3 separate regions of the Pan troglodytes genome follow, and regions 2 and 3 are each linked to region 1. Evidence: chromatin contacts called from public Hi-C data. All regions are on one chromosome and are shown on one strand. Each heading gives the region's core, a stretch centred on a gene start, on an enhancer-like site or on the middle of the called end of the contact. The rest is flanking DNA. Distances are from core to core; before and after follow the strand shown.

Region 1 (3,550 bases), core at 837-3,336:
ATTTTTCCGCCCGTCCTGACAGATTTGATTTCTTGAACTAACTTAAGAGAAAAGGAGGGGGGGAGTAGAGGGAGGAGGAGGAGGAGGAAGAAAGGGTGGGATGAGAAACTGGGCAAGAGGAGAAAAAGAAAGGTGTGGAGGAGGAGAGAGCAGATGATTCAGTGAGCTGATAAACCAGTTATAACAGCATTCGCTCGGGGCGGGGGGCGTGGGGCGGTGGGGTGGGGAAAATAACGGCGTTTAAAATGGGCTCAGTCTTCGAAACCTAAAGGATGTGATGTTTTCCTGTCTTATGTTGTTTTAAGAAAAAGGAACTGAGTTCCTAGTATAGCTCCCGAGGGGAGTGGAATCCTCTGTCTCTCAGGTCAGTCAGTCATGTGGTAATTCGATAATTAGAGTCAAAAAAAGGTTTTTGTTTTCTTTTTTTTTTTTAAGGCGACCTTTTTCGGGAGTTTTTCCCTCTTATACTCGCAGCAAACGGTGTGTCTCCCTTTTATTTATTTTTTCTCTCCTCCTCCTCCCTTCGCCCACCCCCTCCTGTGTTTAGTCAGATGGCCCCGGAGCTTGGCTTAGTATTTTTAATTAGCTGGCGTTTGGAAGCTAAAAGCAGTAATGAATTGTTGATGGATTGGAAGTGGAGAGTCGCTTTGCTGGAAATGTCGGGGCTGGGAGAGGGGGATGGGCGAGTTAGTAACAACCAACCATCTAAAAGGAGCGATTTTGTTACAGTGCAAGCCTTTCACATCACGTGAGGATCAAGGGCTCAATTGGTTGTCGTGAGAACAAAAATGGTGACAAGCGTATCAAGAAAATACTGATCTGGTCTTTAAAAAAAAAAAAAAGCTGAAAGTCTCTCCCCTCCCCCTGCACACACTCCCCCAACCTCTTCCCTCCGCACCCCGCAGTGGGCGAAGCTACAAGTTATGAATGTGAAACATTTCTCGGAGATCTAGGATCTCCGAAGTTCGGAAGGAGTGAAATGTAATGAGCACAAGAGCAAAGCAGATGTTTTAAAGAAACACTTTATAAACCTTTCCTCAACTTATCTCCAATTTGTCGGCTTTCCCAAGGGGCCAGGGACGGGGACGCCTGGGGGAGGGAGAAGGGTATCTCCGAGCTATTTGGATTTTAGGGACCCCCACTTCATGTATTAAACAAAGAAAAACCTTTTGCTTGCTCCCCAGCCTGGTCCTGTAATAAATACACCATTGTTACTATTTGTGGGTTTGTTTGGGTTGGGTGGGGCTTTTATTTTTTCTCTTAATGGTATTTTTGTTGCTTGCTTTTTTAAGGAGATGGCGAATGGTAATTATAACCATTACATGTAATGAGTGACTATTCCCTTGTTTAATATTAAATTATCGGGCACTGGGATCTGACAGGAGACAGAAATCGGCTTGTTCTGCCCTTGCCCCCATTTTCCTGTATCGCTTTGGGAGGGGGGTCTGCCCAGCTAGGACAGAAGAGGGAGGGAGTAAGGTGAGCTAGAGAATTGACACTGCAGACCAGGATATGTAACTGTGTCACTTTTATTCTCCTTTGGGTTAGAGCCCAAAAGCTAATTTCCTCTAAGTTACCCCGAGTGCCCAGTCAAGCTTAATTTGTGTGAAGTTACAAATGCTTCACCCTCCACTGAATAAAATTCACCCTTCTTGGGTTGTTGTTCTAAATGCAAAAGCCAAACCCTATAACTAGTTCCTCATTTCTATGCATAAAACTCGCACATTCCCCTGCATGAAGTCCCCGCTAAGTGCTATATAGAGACACACCACGCAACCGTACTTACGGTCTGTATTGGATCGAGTTGACCTTTTCCTTCTAACTGCATTGAATGTGTTTGGTTGCAGCCGCTTTATTTTGGAAATTATAATCTCTTCAACAAATTTATTATTAAAGAAGATGGACCATCAAATGTCACAGACCGTCCTGTGTATTTTTTATAAAAGCAAAAATTGAAATTTAAAAAAAGCAAAACAAAAATCCCCCTGGTGCACACACACAACAAGCTTGTTCTGCAACACTAAATCAGGACTGAAACACAACACACACACAGGGGGAGTGGAGCAAAAGAAGCTCTCAGCCTCTATACCTGAAAGGGACTTTTCTTTGTTCCCAGTGCCCTTTCGCATCGGGCCAATCAGAGAGCAGCTTTTATGAAACTGGGCTCTCTCATTGGCTAGCTGCTTTCTCTTGGCTACTGTAGGGGGTTGAGATATACACACGTATAAAACACACACTGAGAGCGGGTGGGGGTGCTGTGGGGGGTGGTTGTGGAGACAAAGCGTTTTATTTTCCAACCAGATTGGGGTTGAGGAACCTCCCGCAGTAAGAAGGGAAAAAAATGGTGCGCCCCTTTCAATTACAACATCATTCACATAAAACACTTATTTATTAAAACAAATCTCAAACAGGCTGCGAGGAGAGGATGTCGGTAAATACAAGTTTGATTGTGTTATCTTGGGGGAAATAATGTATGTGATCGCTCGGTGGCAGAGAGAAGCCAAACGAGCCGCTAGCGCGTAGCGAAGAGAAAAGGGAGGCTGGCTGTGTGGAACTGACTGCGAGCATTTTGCCGGCTTCCCTTCCTTGTTCCAAGGACTTCGCAGCCCAACTCCCAAGACTGATTTTCTGTATTGCAGCTTCTGGCTTTCAACCCTCCCCCCACCACTTTGCCCTTCCTGCAATTTTTTTTTTCTTCCCTGTGTCTCTCTTTTTACTCGCTGATTAAATAAGAAAAATCGATCTGCGGGTAAAGGCGATGGTGGGGAAACAAGTAACCCTTTTGTTTCCAGGGCTCTGGTCTACAGGCACTGAAGTGTGAACGCAGGCGACCATTTAACCAACACTATGTGAATGGTTCTTCCCTGGAATTAGTAACAAATCTTTTCCACCTGGTGTTATGTGACTCCAAAAAAGAAAAACTTAATATTAAAATAAGGCCCCAGCTAACCATAGTAACACCTCGGGCCAGCCTCATCTTTTAAAAAATCGACTTATGAAAGTTAAATGTACTAGGAAGATTAACTGTTAAACAGTCCCAGTACACGTATTTAAACTGTGGAAGGGTCAGAATTCCTCTTCCCCCATATCTTTAACCCCACTGGTGGGGAAGGGGGCATCATGAATCCTCTGAATGCTACATCTACAATCCACAAACACAGAAATATTTTAGAATGTATTGTAGGACAAATGCCAGCAACCAAGTTAATGAGACTCAGCTCATAGGATAAGAGAGGTTAATATGAAATAACAAGTTTAGCATTTTACTATAACAGCTAACATATTTAAGCTAATGTATTTACATATATTAAGCCTTTAGAGTACATTTAATTTTTAATTTTTTATTGTTACCTTCATTGTTTTTAGAAGCTACAATATGGACATTTGAAAGTCAAAGGTTACTGTAAACTGAAAGCATCATGATCCCAAGTTTTAAAGATCCAGTACTACTGGGATTGTAATTTCCACGTGACAATTGCAATTTAAGGTTGTGTCTTAACTGAGTCATATGGACATGTAAAGTGAATGAGTGCTAGCAGAAGACAGCTTC
Region 2 (3,744 bases), core at 610-3,109, 310 kb after region 1:
AGTATTGAGGATGATGTTTGGGGTTGGGTCAGATTAAGACCAATGAGGCCAGAAATACTGAGACCAGAAAAAAGACTGTCATGATCAACAGGAAATGACATTTCCCCTTCTGTGACTTTGACTCCAAGGGCCAAGCCTGAGAGCATCAGAAGTTGGATTGTGGGGAAGGGTAGAGAAAGAGAACCTCTTCACTGGGAGTCACGTTCTTGGTGCAACCCTATTAATCTAAAGGGTCTCTAACGCCCAGTCTGACAGACAGCTGGGTGCAAGGAGGCTCCTCCCACCTCACAGTTGTCATTACAGCCTTTTTATTCCAGCATCATCAGAGACTGCTTTTAAGAGCATTTTGATAGATGGCATTTTCTGCAGTGTTAGTAGTGGGAGGAGAATCTATTTGCTGCACAGGCAGTTTTTGTGATTTTTAACAAGACTCCTCCACCCCCTTCAAACCTGTACAACACAATACACACACTGGCTTGTTACCACTTGCCTTCCCTGGCCTCTGGGATTCCTTTCTCTTTGGCTGCGTTTCTCTATCCTTTGCATCTCTCCAAGGCAGAAGTGGCAAAAGCAGTGGGTAAATGGCGAAGGAATACAAGCCTGTGCTGTTTCTGGAACACACTAAGCTGATGTCTGCTCTTTGGAAGTAGAAATTCCGCCTTAAGAAAAATATTTCACTACAGGGCTCTTTGTCTGTTTTCCAAAGCATACAGAAGTGGATTAACTTACAGTGTAGGCACCCAAATGCCTGACATGTAGATGACCCTGACAAAAATGACTACCCACAGAGTCAGAATATAGAGATGGTCCTCATGATGCCAAGAACAGTGGTTTTTCCACCGCCTCCGCTAGGGCATACAAAACACATGATTATATTCCCTAAGTTTATATAAAAATTTCTGCATCTTCTAGGTGTAACTCCTCCCTCTTTTCTCCCACTCATGAAAGCATTTCAGAGTATAAGTAATAGAGATTGGTATTTTTTATGAATATATACTTGATCTGGTCAAATTTGTTTTAAAGAAGTAAATCATTCGCAAAGTTCAGTATTTTCACTATTTGCACACACAAATCTCTTTAGCACATCTTGCAGCGAATTAACTTTATTATGTTGATATATGTTATCTTAGGTCGTTCAGAAATAGGAATAGCTACCTAATGAAGAGGGAGGGATGGGTGGTGCATAACAATTGCTGAGAATGGATGAAGCTTTCTATTGGCCTACTTGGAATTCTTTTGATTTGCAGATGGAACCAAGTGAGTTTTATTCAAGGTAGTAGTGGATTTTCTCTAAGATGCAAAGCACAACAAACAATTACAAATTATCCAAATGAAAATTTGTATGACCCTTAGCAAAGGTACTACAAAGGATTTCCAAGAAAATTACAGGAAATTCACTGAGAATGACTAGCCTAATCATGTGGTCATCATCTGCTCAGTATTTTTTTTTTTTCCAGGAAGAGATTGATATTCGTAGTATGATGCTTGCTAGAGCAATAGGTTGGAAAGGAAATCGTTTCCTTTCCTATATTTTAAGAATGTTCTCTTTTGGCCGTACATATCTTAAAAATGATCTTGCTTTCAGATAGCTACAAATATATCATTTAGTGCTTTTTGTATGAATGTGGGGCTGATAGATTTAGATACCGGGGATGGATTGCAGGTTTTTCATTACCATAAATCCCATGTCACATCAGCAGCATGATGGAAGCATTTTGATAGATAACATAAACTCATTAATCACCACTCTCTTAAACTAAGTACCATAGAATTTTAAATGTTCCACATTCCAACATTTGTGAATGCCTCCCCTTTTAAAAATGTCATCCTTTATTAGTTCATGCTGTTTAAGATAGCTTGAGTTAACTCCATGAAAAGAGACTGTGTACTAAGGGAAGAAAGGACTGGAAAGGGGGAGGAGGGGAAGGAAAGGAGGCAAGAAGATTAAATTCTGTCTTAAATCCAAACACGGCTAGATTGCATGCTAGCATTAATGTCCTCGTCCTCTTCCCAGATAATGTTGGCAGACTTCCAGTTTATTAAAACAACAATCCAACGCTGATCTTGTCTCTGCATACATGATTCAAGGATGGATCATTTACTCAAACAGAGCTGTTCACTAGGGTAGAAAAGCAAAAACGCATTTTAGGAGAGGTTGTTTATGACTGTTGCATAAAGCACTGTACTGTGTGTTTTATACAAGTAGTCCTGATCATTATTAAGTGAAAAGAGAAAGCCAGATTGTTATTCTAAAAGCAATAAGCACAAGTTTTGTCCAAGTATTTAATAATGCTGCTTAAACTTGTGAAACCATACTTGTGTGTTCCTCTTAAAAAATATTCTAACCTCCCAAACAATGCATTCTGGAATAAATATTCTCTCATAAAATGTTTTTTTCCTCTGAAACGAAATAGTGCATCACAGGATTTATTTCACTGATGTATTTTCCTTCTGCATTTAACACTTAGAGTATCTATGAATATTCAACTTTCTTGGCACATATTTAATGATTAAAATGAAGTTTATCTGTTCACACATTAATTGCCAATATATGGGTGTTTGTAGAAGAAAAGCCCAGACTTACATCTTGGAGTAAGAATGCTGTTGTATTTCTTAAGGCACATAAAATTGCATAATTCAACCAGCAATTTTCAGGGTTAAAAGTTCTGCTGAGTATCCAAAGGTCAGTGACAAATGTCAGACAAACAGACTTCACACTAGAAGACTCATCTCAGGCGGCAGAGCCAGCCTTGGGGAGAACAGCCTGTTAAGTGTGCTTTGTTTCCAGGTAGCATTTTGTAAATCCAAATCTTTGATAATGACACAGTATATTGAATGGTGACTGTGACTGAATGGTTGTTGAACTTTGAAGATATGAGTCAGCACACCACTGTGAGAACAGAGCACAATAACATTAAACACCAGATGGTATTTCAAAGCCCATCAGATACACAGATTCCTTTTTCTTCTTAACAAAAGATCGGCAAGGCTTCATGTTAAAAAGAGAAAGAAAGAAAAGAGAAAAGAAAAAGAAAGAAATAAGGAAAGAAAAAAAAAAAGCCCATTAAGATAAATGGGGTGATTTGGTTTTGTCTTGCTTAACTATAATAGGGAAGCCATCTGAATGGGTCAAATTACAAACTAGACTCCAGATCAAAGGATAACGACTGCAGTGGTGGGTCAAACTCATCTGAACTGTGTCGACCAGATCAGCATGAAATCCTAAACTGTGAGCCAAGAAAACATGTCTCTCTCAAACTGAGACTTGACCACACCAATTAACCAAAGCATTTGCCTCTTTGCTTCAGAGGAGATCTGAGAGTTTCATTGGTCAGGCCAATGTGGACACACAAGAGAGAATGGGATTCCTGTAGCATAGCTTAGACAGTTGAGTTCACAAGTAAAATTAAACTGTCCACCAGAAAAGTCACCCAAAAGCTGCTGCTCCACTAGCGGCTTCTGGGTAAATAAAGTGGTGAATGAAACATGGTTTGTGCACATGTGATGCTAGAGAATACTCACATACGGGAAATCAGAGTTCCAGTGACTCTGAATGTGGATATGTGGATGATGGTATAGAAGGGCAATGTGATAGTTAATTTTATGTGTCAAACTGGCTGCACCATGGTGCTCAGATATTTGGTCAAACATGATTCTAGATGTTTCTGTGAAGGCATTTTTTTGGATGAGATTAAAATTTAAATCTATGTACTTTGAATGAAAAAGATACCCTAAATGTGGGTG
Region 3 (3,814 bases), core at 314-2,813, 450 kb after region 1:
CTACTGGCAGGCAGAAAGCACTGAGGCCTGAATCACTTGAGTGAGCAAAAGTTTTATCCGAAATATTCAGATAACTTGGGCAAAAGCAAATGTTTGGTTTAAATAGAGTAGATAAGAGACTCAATTTTTCATTTTGCTTTTGTAGATAGGACTGGGTTGATCAACTCAGGAAGAAAGGGAACAAGTATATCCTATTTAAGACTCTAAAATATTTGCCGAGATTTACTGCTATTTCCAAAGAGTCACATAAAGACATGTTGGATATAAAATATTTTGTATCTTTAATTGGACTCTAAATTCCTACCATGTGGGGATTATCATTTTTTAAAATTCATTCTATACCTAGTATATTATGGATCACATAGGGACCAACCCGGAATTGTCTGTGAAATAGAATTATTGAATAATTGCATTTACGAACGTCGTCTTCTTTTGGAAGAATATTTCAACTCCTCCATGTCTGCAGATAAAATGCTGATGTTCTTTTTTCTCTTGACATCCAAAATTACAAGTTAAACAAAACAAAACAAAAGTTTGAATGGGGTCAACACATCCAAGTGAATTGAAAAAAGAGATGATACTGAAGTCAGAACAAAAAATGTTTTGTAATTTTAAAGAAAACATAAAGCCGAAGCAAAGCAGCAATAGAAAATGCAACAAATAATCAATTTTTCCCCCACTGAATCTAGGTGCCTTTAACATTGTCAAAAATCACACCAACACCAGTGATACACACAATTTGGATATATTTTGTTTCAATGATCTTTCAGCAAATATTGTCTTGAGATAACTCCATGCCTTGTGACAGTTCTATGATCATTTAAAACATTAAGCTTCAACCAAGGTCAGAGAACAAAGAGAAATGCAAATGCGCATATTTAAAACTAACAATGAATCTCACCTTCCAGGAAAATGATTGCACTTCTACTAGTATAATAGAAAAGTATAGACAGGAAAATATGGTAGAAGCTCCTCTGTTCTCTCTCTCTCTCTCTCACTCTCTGTCTGTCACACACACACACACACACACACACACACACACACACACACCATACTTTATTTTAAAAATATACAGTGAATTGGCTGTTTGGAAGTAACAGGCATCTTAATCTGATTTCACCAGAGTTTTAGGGAATGATTAACTCTTACATTTGCAAAATTGAGTTAGAATGTTTAATACAATGTAACATGAAATTGAAACAGATGAGACTTCTTCATAAATTAAGTGCCTGGAAGATTTGGAAAACTTCTGAGAGAGACATCGTGTGAATTTTTCCTCCCTGCATGTCCGCACTGCAGGTGCAGAGTGGGCAGATAACACATGGAAGCCAGTGTGGCCCTATTTCCCCAGTGTTCACACGACATGGGGCACAAAGGGCCACCATCTTTCCGCTGTTGCTGCTTGCCATATTTAGTCACTGAGATCTGGAACGGGCCTGAGGAATGCTGAACCGAACTGTTGCTTATGTCATTAAAAACTCAACTAGGCAGAAAGCTAGGAATGGAGCAGTTGACAAAGATAAAGCCGAGAGCTCTGTGGCTTATCCTTAATTAGGTGTTGGCATTGGTTCTTGTCAAACAAGGGGAAAGAGAGTGTGCTGTAGCACACGGACGCACACAGACAGCCCTAGTCACAGTTGGAGAGAACACAAAGTGCATTCAAGCTGGCATTGAAAGGGATTTAGATAAGTACTCGAGGTAACAAAAATCGAAAAAGGAGGATGATAGCAATGGAAGCTTTAGATGAATTGCAACTGAGTGCACCTTTATTACAGCTTATCAGTCTCCAGACAGCTACAAACCAACCTTCCTAGTGCATTTCTCTTCGTGCTCTCCTGGATTAAAGGTCAAAGTAACTCAGATTTATATGTTCTGTCGCGTGGTCTCAGTCTCTCCCGTTGCTCACGTATATGCAGCCCATATCCCAGGGATTTGGTATCCCCATCCTGAAACTTCTGCTCCTTGAATGAAGCAAAAGCCTTTCCTCATTGAAAAGGTTCCATTTTTCTAAAATAATTATCTCATAGAAAGAGGTTGCAAATAATGCAATATTAAAAGATCCCAAAGATGCTACTGGCATAAATACACACATGGCAACGTGCCAGCTCTAATCGTTCTTGTCCATAATTATGGTTATATTTTGCATCGATCTGACATATTCAAAAGCTAATATTCTGGTTTATTAGAACAGAGTCTATATGTATTCTCAACATACACAAAAGCTGTGTGTTTTCATAATATGTATAAGCACTTCAGACGGTAAGCTGTGCACATTGCAGCTAGCAGATGGTAGCTCTTATCACAGATAAAAGCACATATATATGTTTCTGTAACTACACCCTCAGAGAGAACGGATAAGAGAAGAATTCTCTCCACATCACAGCTTACATTACCCATCTACTTAGGCAGCAAACAGCATATGTTTTACTACTGTGGAAAGGCAGTACTTGAGAGGAAAATACGATTAAAATAAACTTAGAGATAACCTGATGAATAAATACAAAAAAAACCCTCTGTGTTAATTGAAAGTTAGGGTGTGTGTGTGCCTGTGTGTGTGTGTGTGAAGGAAAGGATGTCTTAGTACATTCAGGAAGTAAGAAAATAAAGAGTACATCTTTCAGGGTTGCCGGGTAGAATGCAGGATTCCCAATTAAGTCAACTTTCAAATGAAAAATGAATAATATTTTAGTACAAGTATATTCCAAATTGTGCATGCCCCATATTCCATGCAATATTTGAGACATTCTTATACTAAAATATCATGAGTTGTTTATCTGAAATTCAAATTGGAGCCCCCTAGCCCCCCACACATCATAATTTATTTATTTATTTTGCTAAATCTGACAACCATAGTTTTCAGCTGCTGTTATTCATGGTTTTAACCAGTGTTCCCAGTGTTCCAGGTGAAAGGATAGCTATCAACAGGCAAATCTATTTTGGAAGATATGATTTCAAATATTTGTATGCTTTTTCTGTTCATACAAATCCAGCAAGGATTTTGAACATTTATCTGAATGATGAAGTCAATAATAAAGCTAGTATGGATAACTTAGGAAATAGATCTCCGCGACCCACATCCCCAGTTTTAGATTCTGGTTTGGAACTATTTGGATAATTATTTCACTTCGGCTATACAAGCTTATCTTTTTTCACCCATTTACGAATTTGATCTATTATTTTAGACTAAGATCTATTTGCAGTCATAAAATAGGAGACAGGCTTTAAACACTCTACAAGTACACATTTGTATTCTTATGGTGAGATCGGCATTCAACTGGAAGGTTAAATGGAGTTCAGATAATTTCTTTTTTTATTCTTTGCTCTGGCTTTTGTCTCATGTCTTTCAGCAAAAGTGAATAAAGATGTCTCCATTTTACACCAAAAGATTCAATTACTTTTCAAATGCTGGGTAAACATCTGCAGATGAACAATCTTAACCAACGTATTTTGATTCTACACAAACTTATGTGACACTTTTGTTTTCTCTCCAAGAGCAGAGAATAGATTCAAGCCTGCTATTCTGAGCTGGAGCTTCCACTGCCACTAGCACTGAACTTTTGGCAGGCAGCCAGCCAATCTCTGTAGCCCAGTGAAACTCTGATTCCATCTGCTCCAGCAGTGCAATATATTCCACTTCAGGTCAAAAGCGGGGAGCCAGCAGCATTAACATTACACTAATCTGTAAAGACATTTTCACTGGGCTAGATAGGCTAATGTTACACAGGCTTTCAAAGCTTCAAGGGTAAGGAGCAACAGTAATTGTCAGGGGAAGATACAGTAGGCAGTGGATTCTTGCTGAGAATATTCCAAGATA

The links. A called contact is a pair of places that touch in the nucleus more often than the background predicts.
Region 2: a contact with region 1 is called in a Hi-C map of stem cell-derived neural progenitor cells, with 6 times the contacts expected there. The contact joins the enhancer-like site here to the promoter of ZNF608 in region 1. A contact is called at or near these places in 1 of 7 Hi-C or Micro-C datasets (stem cell-derived neural progenitor cells), 1 of 1 datasets of contacts at active chromatin or transcription factors (stem cell-derived excitatory neurons) and 1 of 1 other capture datasets (stem cell-derived neural stem cells).
Region 3: a contact with region 1 is called in a Hi-C map of stem cell-derived neural progenitor cells, with 4 times the contacts expected there. The contact joins the enhancer-like site here to the promoter of ZNF608 in region 1. A contact is called at or near these places in 1 of 7 Hi-C or Micro-C datasets (stem cell-derived neural progenitor cells), 1 of 1 datasets of contacts at active chromatin or transcription factors (stem cell-derived excitatory neurons) and 1 of 1 other capture datasets (stem cell-derived neural stem cells).

The regions. Positions count from the first base shown.
Region 1 is chr4:122,501,434-122,504,983 of NHGRI_mPanTro3-v2.0_pri, forward strand. It overlaps ZNF608 (zinc finger protein 608), which reads right to left and starts at 2,087. Exons shown (of 10, transcript XM_016953710.4): 1 at 1,787-2,087.
Region 2 is chr4:122,810,517-122,814,260 of NHGRI_mPanTro3-v2.0_pri, forward strand. The region is part of intron 3 of LOC104006543 (a long non-coding RNA gene); the gene reads left to right. Among named protein-coding and RNA genes, the nearest start is that of ZNF608, 310 kb to the left of the region's middle. Within about 2 kb of position 1,860, at least 5 of the 24 cell types and tissues checked have an H3K27ac peak or open chromatin away from gene starts, as enhancers often do. A contact at or near this core is called in stem cell-derived neural progenitor cells and stem cell-derived neural stem cells, where this site is marked.
Region 3 is chr4:122,948,123-122,951,936 of NHGRI_mPanTro3-v2.0_pri, forward strand. The region is part of intron 3 of LOC104006543 (a long non-coding RNA gene); the gene reads left to right. Among named protein-coding and RNA genes, the nearest start is that of ZNF608, 450 kb to the left of the region's middle. Within about 2 kb of position 1,564, at least 6 of the 24 cell types and tissues checked have an H3K27ac peak or open chromatin away from gene starts, as enhancers often do. A contact at or near this core is called in stem cell-derived neural progenitor cells, where this site is marked.